2 separate regions of the Mus musculus genome follow, and region 1 is linked to region 2. The links are chromatin contacts, called in public promoter capture Hi-C maps. All regions are on one chromosome and are shown on one strand. The core of a region is the stretch at or near the end of the contact, and the rest is flanking DNA. Distances in the headings are between cores, read along the strand shown.

Evidence for each region. Capture Hi-C pulls out chosen DNA fragments and counts their contacts.
Region 1: a promoter capture Hi-C map of pancreatic islet shows a contact between it and region 2. The contact joins the promoter of Adrb3 here to the promoter of Brf2 in region 2. A contact is called at or near these places in 11 of 39 promoter capture datasets (the 3T3-L1 cell line, 3T3-L1-derived adipocytes, the C10 cell line and 6 more), 1 of 15 datasets of contacts at CTCF or cohesin (embryonic stem cells), 7 of 115 datasets of contacts at active chromatin or transcription factors (CD8 T cells, embryonic stem cells, epiblast stem cells and 2 more) and 3 of 9 other capture datasets (adipose tissue, liver and pancreatic islet).

Annotation. Positions count from the first base shown.
Region 1 is chr8:27,227,828-27,232,361 of GRCm38.p6, forward strand. It overlaps Adrb3 (adrenergic receptor, beta 3), which reads right to left and starts at 1,761. Exons shown (of 4, transcript NM_013462.3): 1 at 1,282-1,761; 2 at 1-923. The coding sequence starts at 592. Gm45470 (a long non-coding RNA gene) reads left to right here and starts at 1,582. Exons shown (of 3, transcript XR_001778544.2): 1 at 1,582-4,534.
Region 2 is chr8:27,125,590-27,130,320 of GRCm38.p6, forward strand. Brf2 (BRF2, RNA polymerase III transcription initiation factor 50kDa subunit) reads right to left here and starts at 3,043. Exons shown (of 4, transcript NM_025686.2): 1 at 2,832-3,043; 2 at 1,871-1,930; 3 at 231-552. The coding sequence starts at 2,985.

The sequences.
Region 1 (4,534 bases), core at 511-3,010, 100 kb after region 2:
TGGAGGCAAAGGAACAGCAGCGCGGATTGGAGTGGCATTCCTGTGCCTCGGCATCTGCCCCTACACGCCACCACTGGCTCATGATGGGCGCAAAGGACACGGCAGCGGACACGATCCACACCAGGACAACTGCCGCGCGGGCGCGGCGCTTGGTAACCAGCGTGCCGTAACGCAAAGGGTTGGTGACAGCTAGGTAGCGGTCCACAGCCAGGGCGCACAAGGTCTCGATGCTAGCAGTTACACAGAGCACGTCCACTGACGTCCACAGTTCGCAACCAGTTTCGCCCAAGGGCCAATGGCCAGTCAGCGCCAATGTGGCCCCTGGTGGCATTACGAGGAGTCCCACTACCAAGTCAGCTGCGGCCAGTGAAGTCACGAACACGTTGGTTATGGTCTGTAGTCTCGGCGTGCGGGCGATGGCTATGATTACCAGCAGGTTGCCTCCCACCGTGGCCAGCGCCAGCAATGCCCCAGCCAATGCCGCTGCCCATGGTACTCCTGGCAACCCACTGGTGTTGGCTGCACTGGGGTCCAGGGTAGGGGCGTCCGACCACAAAGCCAGAGAGCCGTTTCTGTGAGGCCACGGAGCCATCTCGTGTGGCGCCTGGGGTGGGAAGGTTCCCCCTCCTCCCCAGACCCGCTGGCTTAGGGAAGGGGACAGTAGGGCTTGGGAGCGACTCTTCCAGCCTGGGCCATCTTCCCTAATTGCTGGGGTAAGTCTGTCAGCTTCCCTCCATCTCACCCCCCATGTACACCCTAGTTGCCGGGAGGAGTGGCTGCTTTTAAAGGAACAGCGTCCAATAGTCACAAGAGAGGCCTCTGGTGGGAATTGGAGGGTGGAGAGGGGCGTCCTGTCTTGACACTCCCTCAGCACCGGTTTCCTGGAGCTCAGCAGCTCCTTCCTGGCAGAACCTGAGGCAACCCTGCAAAGAAGAGAAACCCCCGCACCCTATCCTTTACCCAACAAGGAAGGCAACCATCCAGAAACAAACCAAAACAAAACCGAACAACCCAAACCATCCAAGATAGCCCCTCTTCTGCTTGGATGCTCTCCCTAAGGTATCTTATTGTTTGAGATAGTCTTTCTATATGTTGCCCAGATTGGTCTGGACCTCCAGATCCTTCTGCCTCAACCTCCCCAGTGCTGGGATTACAGATCTGTGCGCCACTATTCCCAACTCTAAGACTCTTTTTGTGAAGCCACCAACCAGAGGTGGCTGGCATCCTTTTCTCTCCCAGCTGATGAGATCCGTCCCCTTCCCTTTCCTCAATTTCGCTCACCCTCTGTCCCTGTCTGCTGTTTCAGTTCTTCTTCTTTTCAGTTACTGGAGACACCCGCTTGTTTCAGGAGTCACTCTAGTTTGACATGGCATCGTGTAGCTTGGGATGCTGAGGGCTTCTGGTTTCCATCTTCCTCCTGCACTGCCCAGTCCACACACCTTTCTCCTAGAAAATTTCTAGAAAAGTCCCTTCAAATTCTGAAGTGATAGACACATTAAAATGAGAGGATGGAGTTTTGGAGAGGGAGGGGTGTATCTCGGTGGTAGAGTGCATACTTAACATGCTTGAGGTCCAGCACAGAAAGAGAGAGAGAGAGACAGAGACAGAGAGAGACAGAGAGAGAAAGGATGCATTTGAGGCTGTCTAGCACAGTGGTTCTCAACCCGTGGCTTGCAGTCCCCACCGTGTTCACATATCAGATAGATATCCTGCATATCAGATATTTACATCACGAGTCAGAATAATAGTAAAATTACAATTATGGAGTAGCAACTAAAATAATGTTATGATTGGGGTCACTGCAACATGAGGCACTGTATTAAAGGGTCGCAGCCTGAGGAAGGGTGAGGACCACAGGTCTATCGCCACACTCAGTTATCCAAAGCTAATGTTTGTCACCTTCCCCATGGTAAAGAGTTCTCATCCACTTGCTGGAGATTTCTTCATAAGAAACTAGAGTCGAGGGAGTCATGTGTCTGCATGTGAACGTGTGGGTGCATCAGGTGTCTCCCTCTACTATTTTCCAGTTTATTACCTTGAGACAGGGTCTCTCACAGGGCCAGAAAGCTTTTGCGTTGGCTAGGACGGTGGAGTCTGGGCTTTTGAGATTCGCCTGCCTCTGCTTCCCAAGGCTGGCATCGTGGGTGTGTGCGGCCACATCCACCTCTTCACTTCGGTGCTGGGGATTTGAACTCAGTGCCCCTGGCTTGCAGAACAAACACTCTTACTTACTGTGCCATCTCCCGGGGCCCTCGTACTGCATATCTGGAGTGCATAAAAGGATAAGCCTGGTATTTTAATGCCTCTGAAGTTTCTTATACAGTAAGATCAGCGCCTCTGAGCCCCCTCCCTTCACCCAGACTTATAGGACCTGACCCTGTCATCCAATCTCCCAGTCAAAATTTTTCCAAATTGGATGTGGGCATGAAAGGCTTAGAAATAAGCCTCTGGGAGTTAGGGAAATGGCTAAATGAGTGAAGTGCTTGCCTTGCAAGCAGAAGGACCTGAGTTTGATGATTCCTGGGATGCGAATAAAGAAGCCTGAAGTGATGGCCTTCACATGTAATACCAGGGTTAGGGACGCCTGTCAAGACTGCTCCATGAGTTGTCTCATTTCCACCCCGAAACAATGGGGCAAAAGAGAGAAAAAAACAAATATAGTGGAAAATGCCTCCAGGGTACCCCCCTGGCATGTTCTTTTGAGTAGCTCAATATTTTAAAAGTGTCCTCTATAGCCACTGGTCCAGGCAATCCCCACGGGAGGCTGAACCAGGGGTTGGGAGTCAGAAAGGTTGGAAGGGGAAGAGAGAACCTAAAATTATCCCTGAGGAAAAAGGGCCAGCTGGGCTCCCAGGGACTCAGCAGCTCACTCACCCATGAGCAGGACTGTCAGGGGCTCTCAAGCAAAGGTTTTCCCTGTCCCATGGATGCAGCCGTCAGAGCTCCCTTCTGCTGCCCCTGCCCCTGCTCCTGTCCCAGCCATGCCAGGGTGGTGTGAAGGCTGCCTTTGGCTGTGGCTTCTTGCTGGTCATCAGGGTGATTGCACCCAAGTCAGGGTTTTGCAACACCCCAGAGCGCTGCCAGTTATCGCAAAGGGGTGTCATAAGATTCTCAGCAAGCAATCTCTAAAACAAATACATGCCATTTGGCTCTTCCCCCCACCCCACCCCCCTACCCCCAGGACATCAGAATAGGTTGGGGAAAGATATCTCCCCCAAGACATACTCAAGGGCCATCTCTGCTTTAGTCAAGGACCAAGCCCTGTTACTTGAAGAAAATGTGCAAAAATGTTTATAGTTTTGAAAAAGAGCAAGAGTCCCCAGTTGTAAGAACATACCGGTGTGTGGCAAATGATTAGTCCTGTAACCAAATATTGTGAGAATTAATGTGCTAGACCCCTGTTCCCAAATGTGCCTCCCCCATTCCTGGGAGGCAGCAGAGCCATGCCCAAGTACTCTGCCTCCTTCCTCGCCGCTCCTATTGTTTTGCTGTTTCGGTCTTTGAGATTATTCTCTCTCTCTCTCTCTCTCTCTCTCTCTCTCTCTCTCTCTCTCTCTCTCGTAATTTTATTGTAAGTTTTTAACAAACAATGTAGTCATCTTGTTCAACCATCACAATATAGAAAATGTAGATAACAGAAAGTGACTTCCATCCCGAGGTTCAATTCCTCAACAAGTAACTGCTATCGGATCTTATTAATCTTTCCAATAACATTTTATTGAGAGATAACTCAGGATGTAAAAGCATACTCTTTTTGCCTTTGTTTTCCACATGACTGTATCTCAGCCTGTGCTTTTAAGTTTTAACATAACTATATGACCTTAACTTATGACCCTTCTAGATGAACACACAAAAGATACCCATTTTTAGTATGAATGGACATAAAACTAGTCATCTACAAGTGGACACCTGATTTCCTGTCTTTATCCATAGATGATGTTGCAGTGTATAATTAATACCCTAGTCCTTTCATTCTTTTGCAGATGTATTTGTTTCTATGAACAGAATTGTTATAAATAAGGCATACATACACTTGTACGTTTAGAAGTCATTGCTCCATTTTTCTCCCCAGACAATATGTCTGTTTCCAACCTCACTATCACTTTTGGTGGCCAGCTGGGGGTTGCAAGCCAGTGGCCTGATGCCTCTGGGAAGCCATCCTAATGGCTAGGCCTCCGGGAATTAGCATTGCCTGTTCTGTAGAGGTCGTCCAACTCTGGATAGACACATACATTGCCCAGAGAGAGCGTTGCTCAGGCCCAGTCCCCCATGACCTTTGTTTTATGCCCTTGGAGGCAATCATAGTGAGTGTGGGCCCCTAAGATGCTGATGGTGGACCCCCAAGTTAGAAGCCCCAAGGATGTGTCTGGAAGAATAGCAATCTGTGGTGAGCAGAGGCAGCAGCCACTTGGTGGACAGAAGTTCTTAAAGTAGGAAGTTTTGTCCTGGAGAGAAGGCAGAAGCTGTGGTTCCATGGACATTGACACGGGGTGCTTGTATATGTATTTACACGACACGGCAGTAAGAAACCCAC
Region 2 (4,731 bases), core at 1,793-4,292:
GGCTGGCTAACAGGCTTTTTTTTTTTTCTTTTTTTGTAATTATCACACTCCTATGATGGAAAAGGGATTTGAAATTACAACGTTTTGGAACAGTATAAACAGTATTAACATGTATAAATTGCATTAGTAGTAAGCACAAAACAGGAAAGACCCTCCCATCCTTTGAGACAGGCTCTGGGTGAAAGATGCCCGGGATCCAGCCCAGCCCGGTGTTCCTCCTAGACCAGTACCTGCTGCAGTAAGACTTCACCAAGTCTGCCAGGCACAGGGAGGGCACATCCAGCCCCAGGAGCTTTACCATCTGCATGTAGGTGCCAGAAAACAAGTCCAGATCGGCATAGAGCAGTGTGCAGATGGTTCCCATGGTGAGGGGCCAGTTATGTTGCCGACAGGTGATTAAAACACAGCATCCGACTAACACTTCCTTCTTCTGCAGCCTGGCAGCTCGGATCCCAGACAGCTGATATGCCTTCTGGTAGTAGGAGATTGCTGTATCCTCAAACGTTAGCGGCAGCTTCAGAATCCGACACAGGTCTCTTACTCGACGGAGATCTAGGAAAACATGCAGGAAGCAGAGAGGTCAAAGAGAGTAGTGTACAACTGCTAGCAAGTTCTGCTAGGGCTTAATTGACTTCTGTTAAACTTGCCATATATACCAGATGCACAAATAATATGCCCTTCTGTGCTAACAGGACACCTGATATGGCGTGTGTTTTGTGGAGCTGGAGTTACATGAGATCCTCAACCATGCTGGGCACACCTTTTAATCACCGAGCTACATTCTTAGCCCTTTAGAACCATGGTCCTTCCAATGGTGCACAACACTTGTAGAAAGGTCACATTCAATCCACCACCTTCGTATTTTAACTTATGGACAAGGCAAAATGTCTTTTCTTTTCTTTCTTTTTTTTTTTCCTTTTTTTTTTCTTTTTGGTGCTGGGGATTGAACCTCAAGCCTTACACATGATAGGTACATATTCTATCACCGACCTACCCCTAGCTCCAAAGCCATGCTTTTACTCAGGCTCTCTGTGCAGACCCAAACCTTCCTCTACCTCTATGCCTTTTAGTTTTTAATACACACTCAGTATGTAGGCTGGGCTGACCTCAAACTCTATCCTCCTGCCTCAACCCCAGAGTGCCGAGATTGTAGGCACACGCCACATTAACAACTGTTCTCTCGCAGCCTGCCTGACGCCAGTAACACTGAAAACAAGGACACACAGACAGACTAGGTCATCAAAACAACCATCTCAGTCGGGTGTTGGTGGCGCACGCCTTTAATCTCAGCACTTGGGAGGCAGAGGCAGGAGGATTTCTGAGTTCAAGGCAGGCCTGGTCTACAGAGGGAGTTCCAAGACAGCCAGGGCTACACAGAGAAACCCTGTCTTGAAAAACAAAAACAAAACAAAAAAGTCTTTAAGGCCACGGTGTCATAAAAGGTTGATGCTCCGGAATGGGTGGGTAGGGGAGTTGAGGGGAGGGTATGGGGGACTTTTGGGATAGCATTAGAAATGTAATTGAGGAAAATACGTAATAAAAAAATATATTTAAAAAAGAAAAGAAAAGAAAAAAAAAGGTTGATGCTCTGGGCTGGAGAGATGGCTCAGCAGTTAAAAGGCACTATTGCTCTTGTAGACGACCTGGGGTTTGCTTCCCAGCATCCACAGGGCTGCTCACGACCATCTATAACTGCAATTCCAGATGATCCAACCCCCTCTTCTAACTCCATGGGCACCAGGCATGCACATGCTGCACACACACACATACATGCAGTAAGAACACCCATACACATAATATCAAAACATTAAACAGTGACATAAATAAAAGCAAAGCTGAAATTTAAGGGGGAAAAAAGTTTGATTCTCACCTCGTTGCTGGCAGCGACTAACTTGTTCGTTTTCCCCAGTGCTTCGAGAATATGTCACTTCTGTAAAATAGCAAACAACAAATTACCCAGCTGGCCTTCGTTCACCTCCTCCTTGCCCTCTGACTGCATAAGGCCAGGGAGATTTCAAATGACTGTGTATCTACTTCTACCTCAGAGAAGATACCCATCTATGTAAAAGTAATAGGACAGAACTGTATTTTTAAAAGCTGCACTGGCAATTCTGATTTTCCAATAATTTCTCTGATACATTCACTTTTGAGGGCTGCATTAGCCAAGGGCTAGAGCAGTGGTTCTCAACCTTCCTAATGCTGCCACCCTTTAATACAGTTCCTCACGTTGTGGTGACCCCCAACCTTAACATTATTTTCGTTGCTACTTCATAACTGTAATTTTGTAATGGTTACACGAAGATTGCATTAGCTACAGAAAAAAAAGAGAATTATGAATTGCATTATGAATCATAATGTAAACCGCCTATATGCAGGATGGTCTTAGGGGACTCCTGTGAAAGATTCTGTGGACACCACGGCGGTCACCACCCACCGGTTGAGAACCGCTGTACTAGAGCAATGGCGTGGAACGCAGAGGAGAGCAAGTTGCCAATTAGTGCTAAAACCTGCTAGGAGATGATGGTTCGTGTTGTTATTTTCAAATAATTTACCGGCACTCCTTCAACACTGACTAGGTCTGACAAGACGAATGAAACCTTTATCGTTTCGTTCATTCACCAACCAATATACCCACCCAATGCCAGACACCGTTGTAGGTACTGGGAAATCAGATGGATCGCACCCTCCTCCAGCTCATCTGTTTACTTAAGCCCAATTCTCTCACATTTAACTGTGCGCATGGCCAAGAAAGGGAGGAGGCTGGAAAGAGGGAGCTGGGTTTAAGGACTCCACCGCCCAAGGCTGGCGATCCCCGGGTTCAAGACCAGTACCCCTGAAGTTGCCCTCGTCGCTAAAGGTGGTAGTTAGGACCCCTTCGGTGACCACGCAGCCGCAGTCGGAGCACACCAGCTGGCTCTGAGAATAATGCGAATCTTCCACGAGCTCGGAGGAGCCGCAATCCGGGCAGCGGCTTCCGTTCGGCATCTCGTCGGTCGGTCCAGGGCTGCGGTACCGCCGTCAGGCACAAACTCCCAGAGAACTTGTAACTGGGCAGCGGCAATAAAGTGGAGGGGCGCTTATTCCGGATGCACCATCCTCCTCCGGCCAGCTGGCCAATCGGCTGGCAGTTTGCTCCTCCCCTCGGCAGTACGCCACTTCCGATCCCTTCTGTGGACTCGGGTAGAAACCTGAGTTAGAAAGGGAGGTTCCTGGATTTAACTGTTTCTCAGGCTCTCTGGGTTTTTGTGGTTAGGCCACGTGGGGAGTTGACACAAACCACAGATGTGGAATTGTTGTCTGCAAAACACTATTTTTTAAAATATATTATCCAATTTATAATTTATTTTTTAGCCTATCATGCTTATGTAGCCCAGGCTGACCTAAAATACTGATCCTCCTGCCTCTGCCTACTACATGCTGGGATTACAGGCTTGTATTACCATGCCTGATTTAACTCCCTTCAAAAAAGTGGAACCAGTTTTTTCCTTTCTATGTAGTAAGGAACGTTAAGTTTGACCGTAGTAGAAAATAGATCACTCTGCAGTGAGAGAGCAGTAAATTGTGTTGTACTCTACGGACCTCCCCACACTAAGTTGCCGTCTCTCTTTCAAAGTCTCTCTTGTTGTTGTTGTTTTCCAACATATTTCTTTAATCCTAGCATTTAGGAGGTAGAGATTGAGCCAAGCCTGGTGTACATAATGAGTTCAGTCCAGTCAGAGCAACTTAATAAGAACATGTCTCTAAATAAATACAATAAGATGAACTAAAATCTTGAGTGGTAGATTTAAATATCTTCAGAGAATAGCATGAAAAACCATAGTTCTCTCCTCAAAGAGGATGTACAAGAGTTTATGCTAGAGCCAAAAAGGAGGACTTGAGCCCAGGAACAGATAGATACAAGTTTCTCCAAATAACACATAGAACTGTTAAGTGGTTACATGAAGATTGCATTAGATTTAGAACAAAGAGAGCCATATATCATACGATAGGGACCACTGGTAATAACATTACAGAATATGGGGAAACCCTTTCCATGGGTTTCAGATGCTATCTTCTGAATTGATGGAGGCTAGGAGTTGGTAAGAATGCATTTTAAATTGTCGGATTTTATTGTTGGTTTGATTTGGGTGTTTTGTTTTGTTTTGTACTTTAAGACAAGAGTCACTGTATATCTCTGGCTGTCTTGGAACTCATTATATATACCAGGATAGTCTTAAACTCACAGAAATCTGCCTCTCTCTACCTTCTGAGTGCTAGGATTAAAGACATTTGCTACTACATCTGGCCTTCAAACACACACATACACACACACACACACACACACACACCTCCTCTCTCCCCTTCAACTTTTGGCAAACTGGAAGCTACAGGCCGACTCAGACATGTTTAAAACCTTGAACTTTGAGCTATCCACGTGGCACGTGCCTTTAATTCTGACACTCAGAAGGCAGAGGCAGGCAGGTTTCTTTGAGTCCAAGGGCAATTTGATGTACAGAGTGAGTGCCTGGCCAGCTAGGGCTAGCTAGACCCTCTCTTAATTTTTTTTTAAGAGAGAAAAGGGGAAAACAATCTTGTATTGAACTTTAATATAACTCGCCTGTTGCCCCAGCACTTGGAAAGTAAAGGCAGGAAATCAAGAGTTAAAAGCAAGGGGCTGGAGAGATGCCTCAGGGGTTAAGAGCACTGACTGCTCTTCCAGAGGTCATGAGTTCAATTCCCAGAAACCACATA